Regions from separate parts of the Mus musculus genome. Here all the other regions are linked to region 4. The links are chromatin contacts, called in public Hi-C and HiChIP or PLAC-seq maps. All regions are on one chromosome and are shown on one strand. The core of a region is the stretch at or near the end of the contact, and the rest is flanking DNA. Distances in the headings are between cores, read along the strand shown.

The links. A called contact is a pair of places that touch in the nucleus more often than the background predicts. HiChIP or PLAC-seq counts read pairs in DNA pulled down with a chosen protein or histone mark.
Region 1: a contact with region 4 is called in an HNF4G HiChIP or PLAC-seq map of pancreatic cancer cells. The contact joins the enhancer-like site here to the promoter of Mtcl1 in region 4. A contact is called at or near these places in 11 of 39 promoter capture datasets (3T3-L1-derived adipocytes, the C10 cell line, the HPC-7 cell line and 8 more), 1 of 15 datasets of contacts at CTCF or cohesin (the NIH/3T3 cell line), 9 of 484 Hi-C or Micro-C datasets (cerebellar granule neurons, cerebral cortex, cortical neurons and 4 more), 22 of 115 datasets of contacts at active chromatin or transcription factors (the 230-238 cell line, VIP interneurons, bone marrow-derived macrophages and 14 more) and 4 of 9 other capture datasets (adipose tissue, liver, macrophages and 1 more).
Region 2: a contact with region 4 is called in a Hi-C map of muscle stem cells, with 8 times the contacts expected there. The contact joins the enhancer-like site here to the promoter of Mtcl1 in region 4. A contact is called at or near these places in 29 of 39 promoter capture datasets (the 3T3-L1 cell line, 3T3-L1-derived adipocytes, the C10 cell line and 17 more), 11 of 15 datasets of contacts at CTCF or cohesin (CD8 T cells, the NIH/3T3 cell line, embryonic stem cells and 4 more), 217 of 484 Hi-C or Micro-C datasets (the 3T3-L1 cell line, 3T3-L1-derived adipocytes, the 63-12 cell line and 107 more), 65 of 115 datasets of contacts at active chromatin or transcription factors (the 230-238 cell line, the HL-1 cell line, the NIH/3T3 cell line and 39 more) and 5 of 9 other capture datasets (adipose tissue, embryonic stem cells, liver and 2 more).
Region 3: an H3K4me3 HiChIP or PLAC-seq map of embryonic stem cells shows a contact between it and region 4, with 44 read pairs. The contact joins the enhancer-like site here to the promoter of Mtcl1 in region 4. A contact is called at or near these places in 11 of 39 promoter capture datasets (3T3-L1-derived adipocytes, the HPC-7 cell line, cranial neural crest and 4 more), 2 of 15 datasets of contacts at CTCF or cohesin (the NIH/3T3 cell line and embryonic stem cells), 6 of 484 Hi-C or Micro-C datasets (cerebellar granule neurons, cortical neurons, embryonic stem cells and 3 more), 17 of 115 datasets of contacts at active chromatin or transcription factors (SST interneurons, craniofacial prominence, embryonic basal ganglia and 11 more) and 3 of 9 other capture datasets (adipose tissue, liver and pancreatic islet).

Annotation. Positions count from the first base shown.
Region 1 is chr17:66,262,154-66,264,853 of GRCm38.p6, forward strand. No RefSeq gene overlaps it. Among named protein-coding and RNA genes, the nearest start is that of Gm20742, 71 kb to the left of the region's middle. Within about 2 kb of position 1,423, at least 17 of the 459 cell types and tissues checked have an H3K27ac peak or open chromatin away from gene starts, as enhancers often do. A contact at or near this core is called in pancreatic cancer cells and pancreatic islet, where this site is marked.
Region 2 is chr17:66,232,463-66,235,162 of GRCm38.p6, forward strand. No RefSeq gene overlaps it. Among named protein-coding and RNA genes, the nearest start is that of Gm20742, 41 kb to the left of the region's middle. Within about 2 kb of position 1,254, at least 36 of the 459 cell types and tissues checked have an H3K27ac peak or open chromatin away from gene starts, as enhancers often do. A contact at or near this core is called in 8-cell embryo, the AtT-20 cell line, PVALB interneurons and 11 more, where this site is marked.
Region 3 is chr17:66,284,185-66,286,884 of GRCm38.p6, forward strand. No RefSeq gene overlaps it. Among named protein-coding and RNA genes, the nearest start is that of Gm20742, 93 kb to the left of the region's middle. Within about 2 kb of position 1,302, at least 8 of the 459 cell types and tissues checked have an H3K27ac peak or open chromatin away from gene starts, as enhancers often do. A contact at or near this core is called in embryonic stem cells and pancreatic cancer cells, where this site is marked.
Region 4 is chr17:66,448,314-66,451,013 of GRCm38.p6, forward strand. Mtcl1 (microtubule crosslinking factor 1) reads right to left here and starts at 1,437. Exons shown (of 14, transcript NM_172963.4): 1 at 4-1,437. The coding sequence starts at 1,032.

The DNA of each region.
Region 1 (2,700 bases), core at 173-2,672, 190 kb before region 4:
TCAAGACAAAGTTCCTTTGAAATGCCCATGAGACCCAAGGAGACCTGGCATGTGTCTCTCAATTAGACTTTCTCTGGCATTGTCTCTGGGCTCTATGACCTCCAACCAGGCTCACCTTTCTTCAGGCTTTGGTTTCATCCATAATGCCCATGACCTTGACTTGGGTCTTTGTAGTCTTTCTTCTCTGTTGCCTGTTACAATCTTGTCCTTCTCCAGATCTCAGGGTAGTTGCAAATTCCTCAAAGAAATTGGCTCTGAACAAGTGCTTTAGGTCCTCATAGCACACAGCACGCTGCTTCTCCTGATAGTTGAGATGTTATATCTGTTGATGTAATTATGCAATTAATGCTACTCTCCCTCACTAGTCTGGAAACTCAACCCTCACTAGTCTGGAAACTCAACCCAGATTTCTGGCATCTAACATAATAGTATTAATTAGCTTCTCCATAAATATTTGTTGAGCAAATGAATTTTGGGTAGCAACCAAAAAACATTAGGTCCACGTAAAAGTCAGTGGAAACCAATTCAATTAGAGAAAACCAGACTGTTTAGTCGAGCTTGCAAGGGATCCAGTCACCACTTTTGTATGGCAGAGACTCAAAACCAAGCAGAAAATCAGACAAGCTTTGCAGTGGGGAAGGGAAGCCTGAAGCTGAGCTCTGACTAGAGCCTGGTGCTGTGAATAAATAGGTGGGTTAGCTAAACACAGGGCATCCCATGTGACTGATTAGAAGTCCATATTTGACATTTCCTGATTGGCCCTAATTGGAAACAGGAACAAAAATCAGAGACCACATCAGCTGTTATTCAAGTGTTGAACCTTTGGACAATCATTTGCTGGAGATAACCGTATGGCGTCCTGGGAGTCTGACTCAGCCAAGCAGGTTTGGCCTCCTGGCCTGGTTACTGTAGATAATGAGTAGCATGGTGTTCCTGGGCTGGTTGCTGACAAATCAGGAGCCTTCTTGGTTTTATATATGATCTGGCTTTGTCTCGTCTCTGTTATGTGTTTGAATCTGAGATTTCTCCCACAGGTTTCATGTTTGGGGCAGTTTCCTGACTGGTTGTGCTCTCTGGGGTGTGGGTGTGTGTATGGGAGGGTATGAAACCTTTGATAAGGTCTAGGTAAGGCCTAGGTGGCAGTAGTCTCGGGTGGGGGGGGGCTCTGATGGCCACCCCCTTTCTCCTATTCCTGCCACTTTCCCAGATTCCTAGTCGCCACTTTATATGCGCACCTCTACAGATAAGTGGTTCTACTGAGTCTACCTACTAGGACAGACAGATTCCTCCTGAAACCATTGCTTCCTCCTTGTTCCCATCAGCTAGTTTGATTGCAGTGATGCAAAAGTAGCTAATGCAGTCCCTTGCTCATGTCTCCACAAGGAGGCAGAGAAAGGAGTGTGGAGAGACTTTGCCCAGGGTCACTTCAGCCTGGGATGTCTACCCAGTAAAGCACTCTGCTCTCATACCCTTTACACTCCACCTAGACTGAACCTGTGATACAAATGGTAGCACTTCCTCTAAGCTGTGGGCCAAGGTCCTTCAGGGGACCAAGGAAACTTATCAATAAGAGGCTTCAAACTGTGGTTGACCCCAGCGTTACAAAGGCTCTGCGGCTTGGCACGTGTGTGTTAACGCTCACTCTCTCTGGGTTGGAAGAAGCACAGACAACGGATTTAAGTACTTTTTCTTTAGTCTTGAACTGGTCAGTACAAAGAGCATTTGGGCACGCATGTCTTAAGAAGGGAACTGAGTCAGACATGGGAACAGAGAAGAGGAGCTGTAGGCACAGAAAGGAGTGATTATTAGCTGCAAAGAATTCTCAAGAAAACTCTTTTCTGGAATGAGGTAGAGGTGAACACCTTTTAACTCCTAGCACTGGAGAAGAGAGGCAACTCTGTAAGTTCCAAGACAGCCTGGTCTATTTAATGAGTTCCAGGTTAGCATGGGCTACATAGTGACAACCTGTGTCAGGGAAGGAAGGAAGGAAGGAAGGAAGGAAGGAAGGGAGGGAGGGAGGGAGGGAGGGAGGGAGGGAGGGAGGGAGGAAGGAAGGAAGAAGGAATTAAGGAATTGAGAAAGGGAGGAAAGAAGGAAGGAAGGAAGGAAGGGAAGAAGGGAAGAAGAAAAGGAGGGAGGGAGGGACAAAAGGAGGGAGGGAGGGAGGGAGGAAGGAAGGAAGGAAGGAAGGAAGGAAGGAAGGAAGGAAGGAGAAAAAAATTATATTGAAAATCTGAATCCTCCTCTATGTCCCTCGAGGAGTAGAGTCTTCAGTGAGCCGTATTACCAAGTGAGGCTTTGCTGTGCAACACTGTACAAAGAGCAAAGCAGGGGTGCCCAAGTAAAGCCTTAAGGACGTGTAGCTCCTTCGGGAACATGCCCAGGACAGTAGGATCCCCACCGCCTATGTTTACCTGCCTAGATGGGATGAGATCCAATACCTGTACAACAACTTAAAAGTCATCTTAAAACAAATATCCTTTTGAAATTGGTTTCAGGTTAAAAATTAATAGAACATGATCAGGTATTGAGGGATAGGAAGGAGAAACAGGAGTGAAGCCCTGAAGGCCAGCAGAAAGAATGGAAACAGGCAACCTCAGGAGGTAGGAGGTGGGGGGGGGGGGCGCTCTCTAGAATGTTCCAGAGACCTGGGAGGTGAGAGACTCTCAGGACTCAAATGCCTTAGATGAAATGCCCAAC
Region 2 (2,700 bases), core at 4-2,503, 220 kb before region 4:
AACAGTATTGACTAGTACATCCATGGCCCCTGAAGGACCCCCAAGGAACAGATTATGGTCTTGCCAGTCTGTGGGACCTGTAGAAGTTGAGGAATCATCTTTGAAACCGTTCATATCTGCCCCCCCCCATCCGCCCACCCACAAGGTACAGGCTCTAGATTCCCAGAGAAAGATGGACATTCTGGACCTCCTCATCAAACGGATAGGGCGGTGGTGAGACCAGAAGTGCGGATTTATGTAATCCGGAGGCAGATGGCTCCTCTACACCTTCTCAGCCATCAGAAATTCGGTTTTTGTTTTTGTTTTTTATACTTCCTCCACAAGTAATAAAAAGAGAGCTATAACCTGATGAGAGTGTACGGTGGTGACAAGGTCAGGTTGTGGGGCTCATCATTCTGGTCCCGGTACAGCCAACCAGCTGGTCCTCCTTCCTGGACATTTGGGTGGCTCCTCAGCCAGCTGGACAGGAGGTTTCTGCCAGCACTGTCTTTCCCAGCGGGAGGGTCAGGAGTGACAACTGTTGTGTGCCCAGACCTGCGCAGATAGCCCGCCCGATGGGAAGTGAGAGGCTGCCCCTTACTGCTGTCCCATTACTGCTGTCCCACGCTGTGCTTTTATCTGGCTCCCACGTCCTCTCACACACATACAAAAATAAACCCCCAAAATCTCGGGTTTTTCTCTTCTCCTTCCTAAACTCAAGACACCGACCTGCGCACTGTGAGCGGAGCTGTCAAGGGCCCTTGCTAGCCAGAGTCTGAAACCCCGTGCCCGTCACTCACCCCCACCCCCACCCCCACCCCCACCCCCGTTCACCGGCCAGGAGCCATCTGTCTTATCTGGCCCGTGTTCGTCCCATATGGTTATTCAATCTTGGGAACTGTTGTGTGCATGTCTTATATTTCTTTCTCTACATTTCTCTGTATTTTTATCTGCCAGACTTAGTCTCGTCCGGCTCTTCTTGAGAATACCCAACTTCTCCCCCAAACCTCTCAAACAACCCCTTTCCTTTTCCCCACCCACCCATGCGCACACTGTTCTGCCTCCCCTGGTTCCACCCTCTCACCCCCAACCCCGTTCCTGCCAAGATCAGACATGCTCAGTCCCTGCCAAGGAGTCTGATACTTCGTGATATGCATGGGGAAGACTGGAGCAGCCTGCTATTTTTGTCAGCACTGGAATCCTACGGGCTTTGGGGGAATCAGTAACCCAGTCACTGTTCACCGCGATACCTCTCCTGAGCCCGGGACGAGCAGACTCACTTTATGACCTGCCTAGAAATCGGTTTACCAGGAACACTAACCCAGCTCGCCTATTGCCTACTTCTAGGTTGTTCTAGGTTGGCCTCAAGAGGGAGCTCTTGGACAATCCCCCCCCCCCCCCCCCCAGCCTTTATCCTTTGACAGTATCCTGTTGGCTGCCCTCTTCCATGGGAAAACACGTTTGCAGGTTAATATTTAACATCCGAGTTTCTCTCAGACCCTGGGGAATCCCAGTTCCATCTTGAGGAATATCAACACCGTGTTCCTTACAGAAGGACGCATGCTGAGGATGGAAGCCCTTGAATAGATAATCAATCTGTGAGAATCTGTACAAATAAAGATGACACGGAATGGAACGATCCCTTTACAGGGTTTAAGTATCTTCCTTAGAGAAAGATAATATATCTAAATAAAGGGCAAAACAAAATGCTCAGAGTAGAGACACCGCTTTAGAAGAAATCAGGGGAAGTTAGGTAAACGGGCCTGCCTGACAGGGAATGAACCTGTGTGATACTCTTTGTCCCGGAGTGAGGTAGGCACCTTTGGTGAAACCCCTCTTATTAATGCTCCTTCAAAGTAGCTTTTCATTTATTTTCATCTAAAATTCTATGGGGCAAACTAGCATGCCCCAGGGGTATGCTCGTTTTTGCTTTAGTATTTTAAACATGGGCTTTATGATCTTAAACAAGCCCAGGCGTGTACTCCTTAATGAGAATGCTTAGGAGTGGGCCGACCCCCACAGGAGTATGTGCGCTCTCCCTGTGCCTTCTTTGGGGGCAGCGCTGTTTTGTGATCAGTCTTTCCCCTGCTTTTGGCCTCCCGTCTGCCGCTTTTGGCTTCTCACTCACCACGCAATTCACCAATCGCTTTTTGTCACAACCTCACTGGGTGCGTTACAGCTATCAGATGGGAACAATCACACCAACCTTATAGGATTGCCACGCAAACGTCACCGTCCTCACAGAAGCCTGGCCCGAGGTTGCTGGGAAATACGCGGAAGCCGTGGGTTTGCCAGTGAAGTGGCGCTCTGAGGCATCTGACCTCTGCCTAAAGCCGGTCTGGGGTATTCCTACAGCACGAGGCTTGTCCATGCCAGCGTAGGGGACCCAGATAAACTACGCATTGTTGTATGAAGAGTGATCTAAAACACGAATCTTCTGGAAATTCTTCTTCTTTTTTTTTCTTTTTCTTTTTCTTTTTCTTTTTGTTTTTCGAGACAGGGTTTCTCTGTATAGGCCTGGCTGTCCTGGAGCTCACTTTGTAGACCAGGCTGGCCTCGAACTCAGAAATCCGCCTGCCTCTGCCTCTGCCTCCCGAGTGCTGGGATTAAAGGCGTGTGCCACCACGCCCAGCTTCTGGAAATTCTTTTTAAAGAATTTCTCTTTAAACGTAGGAAGACTTGGAAATAGAAAAAAAAAAAAAAAACACTTGAGCTCACGAG
Region 3 (2,700 bases), core at 52-2,551, 160 kb before region 4:
AAGGAGTCAGTGAGCTGCCTGTGAGAGCATTTTGCAAACACCCAGCACAAAACAGTCACAGCCTCCCCCCACCCCCCGTTACATTTACCGCCCCTCCAAATGTTTATCCGGGAGCGGTGTTACAGAGTTAGGGTCTATGTGCTATTCAGCAAGTATCGGCAAATTGTGGCAACAAAGGATGAATGCACTACTTAAGTTAAATCTAACTCATAGCTATGAGTCATCACACAGACATTGCACATACCTCACTATGCTACATTCTCTACTATCTGCGCAGTCCTTGCCAGGTACAAACACATTATCCTACACCGGGAGCTAGGGATGGGAAAATGCTGTCAGCACAGAAGATTGAATTTTGGAAACAGATGAATGCCCCTGTGCGTGTTTTTAAAATAAAGAGCATGCGTTTTGTGACAGCCTTGCCTCCCTCCCGCACCTCCATGTCCATCACATCAACTCCTGGGCAGCGCTTGCTGTCCTGGAATACTCTAAGTACCAGTGGCTGCGTCAACAGCGAATTTCACCAGTAAATACTTCATATAATCTGAAGGCCTGGGCTCATTCACATAGTCAATGTCTCAGAAGAGTACTGATAAGTTTGATCCAGTGTTCCCTAAAGGCTGTGTGTTCGAAGCCTGGTTCCTGCCCCGTGGCAATGGGAGGAAATGGAGGAGTCTTTAGGAGGTAGGGGCTAGTTGGAAGTCCTCTGGTCTGTCTTCCTAACACACAGGGATGTGCCTTTGAGTGGAGTCCTGGTGCCCTGGGCTGTGTGCTCTCTATGTATCCAAGATATCATAAAGAAAGCTTTGTTGGGCACGGGCATCGGATGCAGTTCCTGGTCACGGGCAGGTGTAGCAATAGCGTCATTATTGAGATTTTTTAAAAGAGAAATAGTCCCAATTTGTATTGGCCTTTAGACACAGCTTCTTGGGAGATTACACATAAAACTTAGACTCTAATGTCAACAAATTATTAGCCCTTTAAAAAATATACTACAGAGGGGGCTTAGAAGACGGATAAAGCACTTGTCAAGGATTCCCAGAACCCGTGTAAGAAACAGGCAGGTACGGCGGGCCCCTAGTAATCTCAGAACTTAAAAGGCAGAGACAAGGGGTGCTTTGGGAAGCTCTTTAACTACAGTGATCTGGTTGGTGAGCTCTAGGTTCAGTGAGAGACTTTATCTCAATAAATAAAGTGATCACAGAGGTCACCGGACACCAAGGTCAGGCCTCACACACAGTCGCTCTGGTGGTTTGAATAAGAAATGTCTCCCATCAACTTGTGCATTTGAACGCTTAGTCGCCAGACGGTGGTGGTGTTTCGGGATGATTGGAGGTGTGGCTTTGTTGGAGGAGATGCATCACTGTAGGGGGATTGGAGACTTTAAAGACTATTTCCTGGTCCGTGGTGCAGTTAGAAGGTCCGACCCACTCCAGCCGCCATGCCTGTGTTCTGCCATCATGGACTCCTTATCTCTACAGAACCATAAGCCGAAATACACTCTCTTCTATAAATTGCCTTGGTCGTGGTGTTTTAACTAATACACGTGCACACGCTAAACACACACAATAAAATAAATAAATCACCAGCTCCTGAGCCTGAAGCAGGATAGAAAGATGGAGAAAATTATGGGGACATGAGCAGAGAATGAACCCTTCACCCAGGAGTCTCTTACTAGCAGACAACCAATGACTGCTTGTAGGCTTTCTCCTCTATCAGTTATAGATGTATAACTTTCCATGAATCTTGTCAGAAACCTCACAGGCCAAGAGAAGGACACTGACAGTGCTCTCGACTAGAGTTTGGATAGACTTCCCGGTAAGGGCTCCGGCACCCACAGTGCACACCACAGACACCAGCCTTCCATTCAAAGGTGTTGGGGCCACCCTTACTTCTAACCACCTGGACTTGGGTACAGGGGTTCCCACAACCCATTGAGGTGCAACAACTCACTAGCACCGTGAACAGAACTCCGAGAAGAGCTGTGTCATTTTGGAACTTTGTTTTTACTACAGGAAAAAAAGAGATATAAATCACAACCAGCCGAGAGAAGGCTGAGGAGGAGAACTCTAAATGCAAAGTTTCCAGGGCTTTCTTTCAGTGGAATCAGGATGCATCCTGGGATATCAGTGTGGAATAATATGTAGAGTTCTGTCACTTATTGAAAAGCACTGAAGCAGATGCCCAGAGTTTGTTAAACCAAATCTTAGCTTCCCTTCCCTACCCTGAGGTTGGAGCAGGTGTCTCCTGACTCAAAGCTCCAACTCTAATCACAAGGTTGGTGTTTCTGTGAAACCTTCTCCCACTGGGAGTCATCGCTTAGTGTAAACTGCAGAGAAGCCCCGCCATGAGTCACCTCAGCAGCATGACCAATGTCATTTGTCACCGTTGAGTGACAAAGATATTCTTGGTGCCCGGGAAAGGCCAACGGGTCCAGGATATCTTCCCGAAACCTGGTGAAAGTCAGCAATATTCGTTTAAAAAAATATTTATTATTTTTATGTGTGTATGTGAGTATTGGCCTGCATGTATGTACATGTAGCATGTATATGCCTGGTGTCTGAGGAGGTCAATAGAGGGTTTTGAATCCCCTAAAACTAAAACTACAGACCCTCGTGAGCCAGCAACATTCTTTATTACCAGACATGAGATTTAATCTTATATATGTAAAGTTCTTCCCTTACCTACTGTTGCCTATGT
Region 4 (2,700 bases), core at 187-2,686:
CACCTTGAGGTAGTCGTTCTCCGAGCGCAGTTCCTCCATCTCCCTCAGCAACTCCTCTTCCTCAGCCACCACCAAGAGCCGGGGCTGTTCGCCCAGGCTAGGCTCCTTGGAGGTCCCCAGAATCGTCCGCTCCGGTGGCGCTCGGCCCCCAACATCCTCCTGAGAACCGGGTCCCGGGGACCCTGTGGAGGCCCCGCCTGGGCTGCTTCGGCCCCCGAGACAGGCACTGGCGACAGGGGGCGCCGCGAGCAGGATAGGGGGCTCGGGGCTGCCCGGCGGCGGCCCGCGGGATCCGGAGCTCGGAGTGGGTGCTCCGCGTATGGGTTCCCGGTCACTGGAGCCGGTGCCCGACTCAGCGTCGCTGCTGGCGGCGGGGAGTAGGCGCTGCTCATCAGACAAGGGTTCGGAGGCGCAGTCGGAGAGATCCGAGCTGCTGTCCGTGTGGTTGATACGACAGCCAGCCACCGAGGTCACAGAGAGGGTCACGGCGGGGACCCGGGAGGCGCGAGCCGGGGGCACGACGGCGCGAGCTGGAGGCGTCCCGGGGCCGCGCTTGGTTTTGCGACCCTTCGCGACGGCAGGCGGTGGCTCGGCCCCAGTCGGCCTCCCAACCCGGGACAGTGGCTCCGCCGGCCCCGCGCGCGCCGCCCTCCTGGTCCCCGGGACGGCCTTAGCGCCGCCCGCCGACCTGGCTCCGGCGCCCGGCGGCGGCTTGTCCTTCGCGCCGGGGACTACACCGCTGCGTCGGGAGAGGCGACCGGGCGCGGCCGGGGGCCCGGGCGACGGCGGCGCCTTCCCGGCAAGGCTAGGCGAGCGAGGAGCCGCGGGAGTCGGGGCACGGCCCGCAGAGGGGGTGGCCGTGGCGGGCCGCGTGTGCAGGTCCTTGAGGAAGGGTCTGGCGGGCGAGGGTGCGCGGTGCAGCCGCCTCCTCTCGGCCAGCGGGTGCAGGTGGTGGTGGCGGTGATGCTGGCCGGCTGGCTGCGGCTTGGTGTCCGGGGCGCCGCCGCCCGCGGGGCCGTTCAGCGTCTCCATGGCCCGGGCGGCGGCTGCGATCCGCAGCTCAGGCGGCAGATGCTCCGGGCGGCGGCGGCGGCGTGCAGCCTCCCCGCGCGCCCGGTCATCACTGACCCCCTGCCCCGCCCGGCGTGCACCCTGCGCTCCCGCCGTCCCCTCCCCCGCACTCAGCCGACCCGGGGGAGTGTGTCCCCTCGCTCAGGTCAACGGCGCTCGGATCCTCCTGGCACAGCCGCCACGGCCGCTCGCATCCCCTGCACCGTGCGTTCAGAGAGCTGAAGTGGCCGCCACCGCGGCCTCGCACAAAAACACTTGTCTGGCGACGCGCGCCCGGCTCCCGAGTTCCGCTCCCCGCCCACTGCCAGTCCGCGGGGGATCGGCAGCCACGGCTTCTGCTCGGCTGCTCCGGCGGAGAGAAGCTGCTGCACGCGCGTCCCCCTCCGTCCCCAGCCCGACGCGCACGCCCCGCCTCCTGCTAGCGGGACGGGGAGGGGGCGGGGCGGGCAGGAGGCGGGGCTGCAGCTCGGGGGACGCGGGAGACGCAGAGCCCGAGTGCCCACGCGTCCACGCAGCAGAGGACCACTCTTTGCCTTTGGATGTACTGGGGCTACCACCCTGAGCCGGCTAGGAAGGGAAGAAGCTGGGGTGAAGGGAGGGAAGAGGGCGGGCATCGGCCACTTGGGGACACTTCAGGTGCAGGCGGGGTAGAGGGCCCCTCTGCGGTGGGTGCCAGCCTTCTCTCTGTTCCACCCAGCCCCCTCTATCTGACTCCTGCCTCCCCTCTTCGCTTCGCTGCCCACCGCTCTCCCCAGAGCTTCTTTAAGGATTCCTGGTACCGGATGCAGCGTCAGGACCGACACAGCGCTCCACAGTTGGCACCCCCAGTGGCCTGGGCAGCTCTGAAAGGGAGGAGCCGCTGTAGAAATCGGAGAAGCAGCTCGTCAAGCCGGGGTCTGAAAGGGAGCTCACATTTATAGTTCCGGCGACCTTGCTCCAGGCACTGCTTCTACTCGCATGATGACAGTCCCGAATTCGAAATCCTGTTTTCAGAAGGAGACATGGGCACGAGGAAGTGAAGTGGCTTGTTTGAACTCCGGGGCTGAGCGGGGATTCAAACCTAGGTCTACCGGAGTCTCAGCAGTACACGTTTGCCTTAGAGCACCAAGGAGCCTGAGGGTTCCGCTCCGTGGGCAAGGTACTTGACCTTTTGGGTCTCCGATTCCCGCCTCACCTGTAGAATCAGAGAAAACCGAATGTAGATGTATTCTGATTAACTGAGCAAAGAGAAGGACTCACCCGTCCACTGTAAAGTGCTTTTGACAGATGTTCCGTGTGGTTTATATCCCAGGCTTTGGATGTTGGGCAATAAGCGCCCCGAGGACAAGTCTAAGTTGTCCTCTATCTAGATTCGGGATTTGGGGAGCAGGGATGAACAAGAAGAAGACGCCAGCGGGGAAATCCTGTGTGTTTCCTGAAAGATGCTGGTCTTGAAGTTCACAGCACAGTTAAGTGGGACAGGGCTTAGACCTAAAGCTGTGGAGTGGAAAGTGAAGGATTCTGGTTGATCTTATTTGCTGAGAAAGATCCCAGAGCCGCAGGGTGGGGCAGAGGGCATGGTGTGGGTGACTGCATCCCGAAGCACGAGGAGAGTACAGACTTGAAATGTTAAAGGAAAATTGTACTCAA